Regions from separate parts of the Drosophila melanogaster genome. Here all the other regions are linked to region 3. Evidence: chromatin contacts called from public HiChIP or PLAC-seq data. All regions are on one chromosome and are shown on one strand. Each heading gives the region's core, a stretch centred on a gene start, on an enhancer-like site or on the middle of the called end of the contact. The rest is flanking DNA. Distances are from core to core; before and after follow the strand shown.

Region 1 (4,090 bases), core at 40-2,539, 120 kb before region 3:
ACTTTAGGTCGTGATAACGCTTTTGAAAGGCCGCCTCTTTGACGTCAATGGGCAATATTCGAGATCCTGGTGGAGTGTCAAGCGATCGAAAACCCGACTCGTAAACACCTTCTCCGGACTTTGGACGCCTCGAAAGCGAAACGGCGGGATTCTGCGAAAATTACTGGCCGCTGATAACGTGTGCCAATGGGGAACATAATATACATATGCAAATATATTTAGTGCTAACCAGACATTGACACCACCACCTGTCAGTGGCGGTGGGCTGAGGGACAAGGGCGTGGCAGGGGCCCGTCGATTGACACAGTTTTCATAGAAATTCACTTGGCATGTTACACACAAAACAATTTTCTTCTATTAATAAGCTAGCAAAAAACTAGGTTCGTCATGCTTAAAGATATTCTACAAATATATTGATCTTTAGATATATAACTACTTTTAAAGTAAGCTAAAATAACAATCTTTTAAAATTTAAAGATATATATTGCCAATAATAATGGAATATCCTTAAAAACATGGTTCAAATCGTTAGGATCGTTATGGGTAGTTTATACAAATAAGTATATTTTTTCTCGCCGTGCCGAATGGGTTGTCGAGAACAGCTGCTGATTGCCCAAGGGGGCTGTTCCCCATCCTCTATTTCTGACCCATCATAAGATCCTCCCTTGTGCCGCCCTCTTCCTGTAAGAGATTGCTCAACGCATTCATGGCGGTCACTTTGTTGTCGTCGGCAGAGCGGATCGGCTTCCTTATCAAGAAGGTGCATCCAACAAAGAGCAGCTGGTGTACTTTGCATCTACACTGAGCGAAACGCTCGACTTGTGCACTATCAGCTGCTCAGGGCCTCTTGCTTTCCTCTCTCTCTTTCACACTCTCTGCTGTAAGTCGCGTGCCGAAGCTCATTGGTCAGTGTTGGCTGTCTAGCGAAAATACGACATAACTTCCATAGAAATAATATCTGTAAAAGGAGCGTAGTTATCAACATTTAATGGTATATATAGTGATACTTGAACGGGTTATAGATTTAAAGTATGTTTTTTTTCTGAATAGCCTTCATGGTAATTTCCACGAGATATTCGGCTTCCACCAACTGTTTATTACACTTGACCTTTGAAGTGGTAGACGTATTGTACGCATATGTATATGTCGGGAAATCGGCGGATCGGTCAGCACTATCTTCGATCGGCGGCTTCGGCTGCAGCTTCGGATGCAGCTTTCTGATTTCGGTTACGGTTTCGATTTCTCGCGACGTCTACGTCTTTATAAAAATTGCGTGGGGCGCAGCTGATCCGCTCAGTGGTGCGACGGTTTCCAAGCGACTCAGATCGGCGGAGATATACACGACATATAGCCCAGTCATTGGCGATAGTCAAAATCGAAAGAAACCGAGGGCCGCCAACTAACCTAACAAGCTAACGGCACACTCGAGACGAAAGACAGTCGATAAGATTAACGTCAACTTAATTAAAACTATAGAAAAGAAAAGCCAGGCACCAAACAAAAGGCCGATCGATCAATCGATCGATCCCATCGTAACTCGACTATACAGTCCTAGCCTTAGATAATAGCCAACTCGAGTGGCACTCGTTCAAGTGATTTGTGATTGTGGTTCAGTTAAGAACTGACTAAAGCCCTGGGAAAAAGTGTGTGATTCAAGTTGGGAATTTCCAAGATCCCCAGGATCTAAGGGATCACATTTGGCATCGGAATCGGAATCGGAATCAGATACAGCTGCAGGATGTATGTGGCCAACACGACGGGCGGCCTAATGCTGCAGACCATGTTGTATTTGGCCAACCACACCAGTCGGGCGGCAGTCAACACCCTGGTGGACCTACCACCAGCTCCCAAAAGTGGTAAGTAATTCGAGCCACGAGCCCACTTTTGGCTACCACCGATTGCACCACCCATCGTAACTAGAACATGTCCATCGAAAGTGGCCCAAAAGTATCTGCCACTTGAGCCACAGTGGCGGTCGAAATAGGAGTAGCTAAGGGATTTCTAGTGTTTCAATGAAATGAAATTTTTACAAATATGTAGAACTATTATTCAATAATAAGTTAAAGATTAGAATAAATACAAGATATCCCCACTTTATAGAGTAAGAGAGTAGAGTAATTGGAGCTATTATCTTGGCCGCAGCTGTGTCATTTGGGCCCAGTTAGGGGCAACCTTAAGTGGTTTCTTTTGCTGAGTGTGCTGAGCAAACAGTTTTCGGATCTTTAGTGCTTCGAAATCCAAAGATGCTGAGTGCTGCTCGCATTAGCAAATGGGGAAAGCTCTTTCAAGAAGCCCGCAGCGATTGCGATCACCTGAGTGATGGAGGCACAGGTGGCAACTCGGCGTGCTTCAATTTGATTTGGAAATCAGGGTCCCAAAAGGCTAATGACGCGACTCCGTCCGGTGCGGTTTCATATATGTACATATCGTGCGTACATATATGTAGATATATAATATGTATTCAGTTGTTGGAGGGACGCGGCACACGCCTATCTAATCGAAAACTTCCGATACAAACGGAAAGCCAAAGAAGACCACGATAAAATAGAGACGGCAATCCATGCACCACTGGCCAAATAAATTGAAGTCTTCTGGCCCATATGAAATACTTAATGGAACATTACAGGCATCTGACATCTTGAAAATTGTCTAAGGTTTTTTCATGGATCGTTAGGCTTTTTACCAGACCACAACAGTTCTAATTGAGATTTTGCAAAAGTTTAAAGGAATATTAAAAGAAGGCAGTTACGTTCAGATTAATGGTTTTATAATGCCTATTATAGTTTCATGGATTCAAATTGCCCGAGTAGATTATTTTCAAGATTTTAGCCTCAGTGGTTTTGAATTATAACTATATATAAAACTAGTGATAGTTGGTTATTTGTTGCTAAAATTCCAACCCGCTTATCTCAGTTCAGGTGTTCGCCTGTTGATTTATAGACCAAACATACCACAACAAACCCACTGATTTTCCCCAATCCTCGCCAGACATCAACGAGGTAAAATGCTTCGGAGTGTATGGCTGTTTTCCGATCAATGGACCCTGGAACACGGTGACCCGTTCGATAAATGTGCATCCGCAGAAGCCTTCGGAGATCGAGCCCCATTTCACACTGCACACGCGAAGGGCATTGGATCAGCCCAAGTATCTGGATCTCAATGATCCAGAAAGCGTTCAAGGCATGGGAATGAATCCCAAGGGCAAGATATTCCTGCTTGTCCATGGATACCTGGAGTCCGGTGAAATTCCCTGGATGTGGGACATGGCCAAGGCGCTGCTGGCCCACGAGCCCGAGGGTCGGGCATCCGTGGTCCTCATCGATTGGGGCGGTGGCGCTAGTCCGCCGTATGTCCAGGCGGTTGCCAATATCCGGCTAGTGGGCGCCATCACCGCCCATGTGGTGCACATGCTGTACGAGGAGTTGCGTCTTCCGAATCTGGACAATGTGCACATCATTGGTCACTCACTGGGTGCCCATCTGTCCGGCTATGCCGGCTATCACCTGCAGCACGACTTTGGACTGAAACCGGCCAGGATAACGGGTCTGGATCCGGCTGCTCCTCTCTTCACGGACACCGATCCCATCGTGCGGCTGGACAAGACGGATGCCCACTTCGTGGACATTGTGCACACGGATGCCAATCCCCTGATGAAAGGCGGGCTTGGCATCAATATGCGACTGGGACATGTGGACTTCTTTCCCAACGGTGGTTTCGATAATCCCGGCTGCAACAAGAAGTTCCAGGATGTGGTCAAGAAGAAGACGCTGTTCCTCACCATGCAGGAGTTCCTCGGCTGCAATCACATTCGCAGTCAGCAGTATTTTACGGAAAGCATCGGCTCGCAGTGTCCTTTCCTTGGAATAACCTGTGATTCTTTCGAGGTGGGTATCCTAGGCATTTTTATTGCTAATCAATTGCTCTTTGATTGATTTTTTGAATATTCAAACTTAAAATATGTAATATTGTTTCTTCCTTTTTAGAGCTTTAAGGACACGAAGTGCACCAGTTGCGAGGAGCCGGGCCACACGTGCCTGCGAATGGGCTACCACAGCCAGGAGGATTACCAGGAGCAGGTTGATCTTGGCCA
Region 2 (3,854 bases), core at 1,328-3,827, 70 kb after region 3:
AAAGAGTTGTATTTGTGTAATTATTTTCTAATGATAATTTACTTGAAATTTCGAACATCTTATTTTCTAGTTCTTCTACAAACTTACGAATACTACCACTCCAGTAGGTGTTGTAAAGTCTTCTTAGCAACTCTTCGTATGGGATTTGGGTTTTAAATTCATCAATGAGGACTGATCGTAGTTCAGCCCAAGTGTTGCACTGTTGTAGCTGGGATACTTCTTGTGCATGTTGGGACAGCTGCCTCTCGATGGCACTGTAGAGTACACTATGTTGCCTCTTGTCTGTTGTCGGGTATAGGGACATCACGAAGTCCACACGTCTCACAAATGATGCCAGTTCTCTTGTGGAACCGTCAAATGTTGAGATGTGACGAATCTGGCCCAAAGCCTGATTCAAATGTAATTCAGATAGAATCATAATTTGTTCGCTGGGTTGTGCCATGTTGTTGGCTATAGTTGATTTTTCTTTGAATCACTTGGTAGATTGATACCGGGGTTTTATTTTATTTATTTAAAATTCGCACACCTTTGTAGCAGTCCAATCAATGCTAGATGGGCTACACAACACTGACCTGGTAACAGTCACACCTTTTATTTATTTTGGTGGGTCACACTTTAATGGTCACTTGCAGTTTTTTAATTTATATTTGTATTAATAGTATCCAACATCGAGAGTTAGATAACTGTTCACAAATATTTTGTCACATAAGTTCTTTTGCGGATCTGCTTTGTATGAACTGAAGCACAAGCGAAACTTTGTTCGTCACGAGTTGCGCTTTATTAATCTCGAACTAATCTATTAGCTCTAAGAGATTATGTTCACACGCGGATCCTACCGGCTGCGCCAATTACAACTTCGCGGTTTGTTGGTTTATAAAAAAAAGTATTTTTATTGATCAAAAACTTAAGCGAATGTCGGAGACAAATTCACGTCTTACACAATTGAAGTATGAATAAAATCTAAATCTAATTTGCAAAGCGAACGCTTAGCAAACCCTTGGCTGAGCTTATTTACTTCTTCATATTGAGCGTACATAGGCTCTCATTTATGTTTACGTTAATTAGGCGCTCTCTTGAGTGGATTGCGCATGGATATAGATCAGCCGAGTTTGAGCTACGTGGAAAGTTTTGACCCTTAAAGCTGTGTTAGCAGTTTTGACCCTCTGGTGGGAGTCGCGAATGCGGCTGCGGATGTTTATGTCTGTTGGATTGGGTGCCTTCTTGAGTGGATCACTCATGGGTACTGATCAGCCGAGAACTTGAGCTGCGTAAGCGGTTTTGACCCTTTGGTGGGAATAACTGATTCGGCAGCGGATGTTAATGTTTACATTAGGGTAGGCTGGATTTGTTATTGTCACCAGAATTTGGGTTCTTATTGGATACATGATTTTATGACTTATATCCTAAGGCATTCTATGATTTTGTGTATGGCTGTTCCTATGTGGTTATGTATGTGTGTGTGTGTGTAAGTATATGTGGTCTTATACTATGGCACATATGCTACTATATATATATTTACATACTATACTATTCTCTCAACATAATGATAAGTGTGTAGTCAAGCCTTGTGAGCTCACTTTTCAAATGATTTAATAAACCCCCGGGCACACGCAAATTGTGGTTGCCAAATCCCCGCAAAGCCCACTGTTAATAAACTGTATGGTTTTTGGCCACTGCTTAACTTGGTGCACTCCCCTGCATAATGAACTTTGAACCACTGTGCGCGGGGATCATTGCATTTTGCGGTTGCCACTGTGGTCGCGTTACCGAGAACAGAACAGAACAGAACAGAACAGAAAGCTCTCCTGCTGCTTGTCGTCTGCGTAAAGGCTTAAAGTATTACTGTTACAGTAGTTGCCAGTCCCGTGCCCCTGCCACGCCCTCCGCCTATCCGCCTTCCTGCCACGACCCCCCCGCCAGTCGCTGCGACAGAAACTCAGCTAAGCCAAATGTTGACGACGACGTTTGCTGCTTTTGGCTTTCGGCTTTGGCTTCGTTTCTACTTTTCTGCCTTTTAGAGAGCAAGTATATGCACTGAAAGAAACAAACATGAGTGTCTTGCAATAAAAACTTCAAATCCCTTAGCTAACCAAGGACGAGAAGAGAGATACAATTTAAAGATTTCAATGTTTTTTTTTTGCTGCCAACTAACATAACTAATACGCTGTGTTTCTTTTCTCTCAGTGCACCCTTTCTATCGCAATATGAGCAACTTTCTGTTGCTGCTCCCGCTGCTGTTGTAGTCACAACAAATTGCTGTAAGCTGTGAAACTAATCTTGGCAGTTCTTTCCCTTATTCAGCTCCCCCCCATCCCCGCTACCTTCCACTTTTTTTGCTGTTTATGGGGGGGGAAAAGGGAGAAACTACTTCAGCGGATTACTTTCGGATAGTTTTGTTTCCCCACCGACTGAGTTTATTTTTAGCGGTTCGCGGAGCGGAATTGGATGGCGCAACACTCTCATTAGCCGCGAATAATTTGAGCAACCACCCATTTTGGCCAGCCACCTGGTGGAACTGGACCTTCTGACCTCACGTGCGGCGCCACTTGGCCAATTTGCGTAGCATACTTACCAGCTGAACGCTAATAAGCGGTCAACTCAACACACAAAAGGCGTTTACCAACGGCATACACATACACACACATACACATATATGTACTCTAAGCATAATGTGCAAATAATTGATTGCCTGTTATGTGGTATTCCCCATTTGAATGGGAGTTTACTTCTTCTCTATTAATGCAGGGATAAGACCATCAAATGACTTAGTTAACAAAGCTGTTAAGCGACAGGTATTAGTGTTTGGGAAAAATCTAAATTTATACGTGCCGTTTCAATTAGATAAATAAAGCAGAGAAAAATAGCAATATTTTAGCAAGTAATGAAATTCAAATCAATTTCGGGGCGACACCACTCGACGAGGATTTGCCCACAAATTGATCCACACCAAATCAATTTCAGCGAGCTGCACATGTATCTATTTTCCGATTTGCAACAAATTGAGCCATTTCCATTCCTTTTTTGGCTGCAATCCCTCAAGGATTTCCACTCCATCACGACTGTTCAGCCATTCCCATTGAGAGAGTGCAGCGACTGACTCAATTTGCCTTATCGATATGGCCCCGATTCCCCGAGTGAATCTAATAGAATAAACCAATTGCAAACAACGGATAGAAATGGCCGGCAGAAAGGTGAAAGGTGAACGTTGAACGTTGAACGGTGAAAGGTGAAAACTGAGAGCGGGGCGATCCATCCCCAACCAACAAACTGTTGCCCATGTGATGACAGGCTCAAGTTGTCGTTGTCGTTGTTTTGCTTTTTTGCTTTTTGCTCTCGTTTGCCTTGGCTGCTTTCACTTTGTGCATTTCCGTCAAGCGGAAATTCGCGTAAATTGCCGGCATGTCCACTGGAAAAGTGGGTGTTGGGTGGAAAAGGGGGCGGTTCCGAAACGGAACGGAAGTTGATGCAAGTCTAGAAACGAGTGCCAAATGCCGGAAGCCCATGGCATACTTGAGCGCAGGACACAGGACACAGCACACGGAGCCAGCCAGCCAAAATGAAAGTCTGAATGGAACTGTTTGCCGTGGCCGACGACAAATGCAATTTTCCCAGGGACTTGGCACTGCGAAAAAAAAAAATAAGGAAAATAAAGGCGGTTCATTTCGAAAAGCAATGAGATGGCGATAGTGCAATGAACTGCATGTAATCTGCGGGAAGCCAACTGGTTGACAAGCTCCTTGTAAAGGGAAAATCAACAGTAATTGATTGATGAAAAAGGTGTGTACATAATACAAAATAAGTGTATCCTTAGATAACGCATATAAGAAACCATTTCGTCAAGCCTCTGCCCAAAA
Region 3 (3,677 bases), core at 796-3,295:
GCTGTTATTATGAAACAAACAAAAAATTAAATTAAATGCAATTTTGGATGAATGAACTTTTCAAATTACCCAGTAGGATTGGCGTCGTGGCCCAGATTTGTTTCCTCCTCCGCCGCCGAAGGGTTCGCCCAATCGGGCACCGAGTGCCTGAGGCGTCAGCGTGCCGCCCATCTCGGCCAGACTCAGGCCGCCGAGCATGGACTGTGGTGGCTGCTGGAAGTACTGGACGGTCTGCCTTCGTGGTCCAGCTCCCGATCCGGCCGGTACCGCTCCCGGTGCCGCACCCCCACTTCCCGCCGTCGCCACCTGATTGAGATTGGTGGCCGCCGAGCTGGTCAGGCTGGGATTGTTGACGCCCGAAACCGCTGGGAATTTCTTGTCCAGCGATGGTGTGCTGTAGATGAAGTTCTTTGGCAGCGACTTGACCTTGGCGAGGGGGCGCGGGGGAGCGGCCGCCTTTGATTGCGCCTCCGCCAGCTGCTGGCACAGCTTTTGCTCCTGGGCGAACTCCTGCTCGCGCACCAGCTCGCGCTCGAGCTCCACCTCCATATCGAGCTCGTCCTCCATTTGCTTGTGGCTCTCCTCGAGGTGTTTCATCAGTACAGCCACGACGACGTTCACTAAAACGAATTGCGCCATTAGCACGAATATCACAAAGAATATGGGAGCAATAACCGAGCTGACGCAGCAATTGCGCACGCAATCGGCCGCGTCATCGCAATTATCCCTCAGCGTATCCTTCATGATGCCGTTCCAATTGTCGCCAGTCGCTACGCGAAACAATGTGAGGAAAGCCATGCCAAAGTTGGCGAAGTGCGCGTGCTCGCCCAATCCCTGACAGGGAATCTCGTCGGAGCACTCGAGTCGCCCGAAAAGCTCCACGCCCAATGCCGCGAATATGAAGAATAGCAGGAAAAACAGTAGTCCCAGGTTGCCCACCTGGGGCAGGGCCTGCATCACGGTGTCCAGGAGGGCCCTTATGCCATTGGCCATCTTCAGGAGTTTCAGCACTCTGGCAATCCGCAGTACCCTCATCACCCGTATAATCGTCGGATTGATGGGTATAATCTGGTGCGTGTTCGTCTCCAGCTCCTCCAGTACAATGCCCACAATCGAGAGCAGGACAATGCCCACGTCTAGCTGGTTCCAGCGGTCCTTGAGATACAGCTTCCAGCCCAGAGCGACCAACTTCATATTGGCCTCCAGTATGAAGACCGCCGTAAAAAAGTAATTGAAGATCTTCAGTGCATACTTGAGTCCAGATGGCATCTTGTAGTACTCCATGGCCATGGTGACCACGTTCAGGCCGATGACGGCAGCAATGGCTAAATCAAAGTACTTGGAGGTCACCACATTGTGAACGAACATCCGGGTGGGTGAGTAGTTGGTGTAGTAAGGTGGCTCGTGCATCCGGCGGCGCTTCTTCTCCATCTGCAGAGCCCTCTTCGCCGCCCGCCGGATCTTCTCCTCCTTCTCCTGCTCCTCACGACAACGATGGAAGTTCTCCACCACCACGCCGACGAACATGTTCAGCACGAAGAAGCCCACCAACAGGATGAAGGCGATGAAGTACAGGAGACGCCACTCGTTATAGTTAACGATGGGCTGCTGGTCGACGCCCACCGCATCCAGGCCGGTGTACATGATGTTTACCCAGCCGTCGCGGGAACTCAGGACGAATAAAGACATCAGGGCCTTGCCCAGATCGTCGAAGTTGTACTTGCGGTTGGTCCAAACGTTGCCAGGAATCCTGCGGCACTCGTCCGCATTCCGCACGCCCTTGATGTTCTCTCCCTCGCAGTAGTAGAAGGTGCCCTTGAAGAGCTGAACGCCCAGGATGCCGAAGATGATGAAGAAGGTGCAGCAGATCAGCACGATGTTGCCGATGGGACGCAGGGACGATAAGAGCGTTTGCACGACTAGTTTCAGACCCGGGGCTCGGTTGATCACCCGCAGCGGCCGCAAGGATCGGAGTAGTCGAAACACCTGCAAGGACATTTGTTTCCGGGGCGAGAACAGAACAAACGGAAAAGGACGAGAAGAGAAGAGTGGTTGTGGTTGGTGCATCGGCTATACTTGTTTATCGGCGGCGTCTCTCGCGAGACACTGCTTGCTTCGCTGGCTTCAGCCAGCGGACGCCAGGTGGCGCCACACATGTAGTAAAAGCATGAAAACCATGTAGAATATACATACAATATTTACTCAGGATGAAGCCAACAAATAAGGATATAGCAACAAAGCACACCAGTGTTATAACCACAGTTAAAACTTACACTTTATTAAAATATAATATAAGAAGCAACCTAATGAATAGTGCATTTTAATAATTTCCAAGTTAAATTATTACTTTTTTTTAGTTGAATGTTATGCAATTTTTTAAGTTGTTTAAGTTTAAAAGTAAAACCACTGGTGTGCTGTAACTAATGGAATTATCTTGGAAAATGTCACACAAATCGGGGCAGTTATGCCCCAAAAATAATATATATATAAATGCCAACACTGCTTGAACAACAAAGCAAGGCGATGGGGATGGGTTTAATAATAATTTGTAATAATACAACGAGATGAGGCGTTTGCAATTATAATTATAGCTAGATGGAGATGTCGTTCGTTTTGTTTCGTTTCGATTGGAGTGGAATGAAAGTGGAGAACAGCTCAAATGGTGGCTTTATTTGAAATAGGGGTATGACACTACCAACTGACACAACTACTGACCACATGAATTAACTTAATGGTAACTAGGTAACTCGAAGAAATCCGAAAGCGGAGAAAAAGATTTAGAGAGCGTTTTTGTTATTGAAATGATAAACCCTTAGAGGTCCTTTCATTTCAAGTGTCATAACCCTATCACTTGGAGTTTGTCGAAAGGTAAGGTAAGGTAACAAGTATATACAATACGAAACTCAATGAAGGCGAGTCAACAGATTACTGGAATTTTAGTTTTCTTTGGTTTTTTTTTTTTTTCGGGGGAATACTTTTAAAAGTTATATTTCGGGAAGTGGGGTCTACACACACATACTAAATGGTGAAAACAAATTGGATTTTTTTGCTGATTAACGCATAACAGCGGAAATTTACCTGAAGTTTTCATAGAGATATACAATATATATACATATATATAAGTATATTATATACACAATGTTTTATATAGAGGTAGACACGAGATGTGTGTAAGTAGAAGATGAACTCAAAATTGAAAAGTTTTCAGATTATGTTTCATTGAAGAATTTTGGATCATGTATGTGTATATGTTTTTAGGTTTGCAGGTGTGTGTGAGTGTGTGTAAAAGTGTGTGGGTGTGCGCAAGAAAAAGAAGAGCACATAAAAAGACAGAGATAGCCAATCAGCAGAGAAACAGAGACAGAGCTATGTGTTCGAGGCGATATAGCGAGCGATTTTGATTGGGAATTTCGAGCATTAGCATTAGCATTAGCATTAGCTTTAGCTATAAATTGCGATTAGCGATTTAGCGGTAGTTTTTTTTTTTTTTTTGATCCGAGTGCGCAGCCCAGCAGCCAAGTAAATGGGCGTGGTCGGTTCTGGGCGTGGTTCTTGGTAATAGCTGTTCTGGTTGATCTTGGTCTGCTTGTTGGTAATCGCTTGAGATTGGCTTGTTTTACTGGTTGTCTGGTTTTCTGGTCGACTGAGGACTGCTGGCTACTGCTGCTGCTTTCGGA

What was found. HiChIP or PLAC-seq counts read pairs in DNA pulled down with a chosen protein or histone mark.
Region 1: a CP190 HiChIP or PLAC-seq map of the Kc167 cell line shows a contact between it and region 3, with 10 times the contacts expected there. The contact joins the promoter of CG5966 here to the enhancer-like site in region 3. A contact is called at or near these places in 65 of 107 Hi-C or Micro-C datasets (the D17-c3 cell line, the Kc167 cell line, the ML-DmBG3-c2 cell line and 22 more) and 2 of 6 datasets of contacts at active chromatin or transcription factors (both in the Kc167 cell line).
Region 2: a Pc HiChIP or PLAC-seq map of the Kc167 cell line shows a contact between it and region 3, with 2.7 times the contacts expected there. The contact joins two enhancer-like sites. A contact is called at or near these places in 19 of 107 Hi-C or Micro-C datasets (the D17-c3 cell line, the Kc167 cell line, the OSC cell line and 8 more) and 1 of 6 datasets of contacts at active chromatin or transcription factors (the Kc167 cell line).

The regions. Positions count from the first base shown.
Region 1 is chrX:5,987,502-5,991,591 of dm6, forward strand. It overlaps CG5966, which reads left to right and starts at 1,290. Exons shown (of 3, transcript NM_132058.3): 1 at 1,290-1,856; 2 at 2,989-3,884; 3 at 3,984-4,090. The coding sequence starts at 1,739.
Region 2 is chrX:6,177,509-6,181,362 of dm6, forward strand. The region is part of intron 2 of Ca-alpha1T (Ca[2+]-channel protein alpha[[1]] subunit T); the gene reads right to left. Among named protein-coding and RNA genes, the nearest start is that of Ca-alpha1T, 13 kb to the right of the region's middle. Within about 2 kb of position 2,578, at least 9 of the 39 cell types and tissues checked have an H3K27ac peak or open chromatin away from gene starts, as enhancers often do. A contact at or near this core is called in the Kc167 cell line, where this site is marked.
Region 3 is chrX:6,107,961-6,111,637 of dm6, forward strand. It overlaps Ca-alpha1T (Ca[2+]-channel protein alpha[[1]] subunit T), which reads right to left. Exons shown (of 27, transcript NM_001272338.1): 26 at 70-1,986; 27 at 1. Among named protein-coding and RNA genes, the nearest start is that of Mipp2, 18 kb to the left of the region's middle. Within about 2 kb of position 2,046, at least 24 of the 39 cell types and tissues checked have an H3K27ac peak or open chromatin away from gene starts, as enhancers often do. A contact at or near this core is called in the Kc167 cell line, the OSC cell line, the S2 cell line and 10 more, where this site is marked.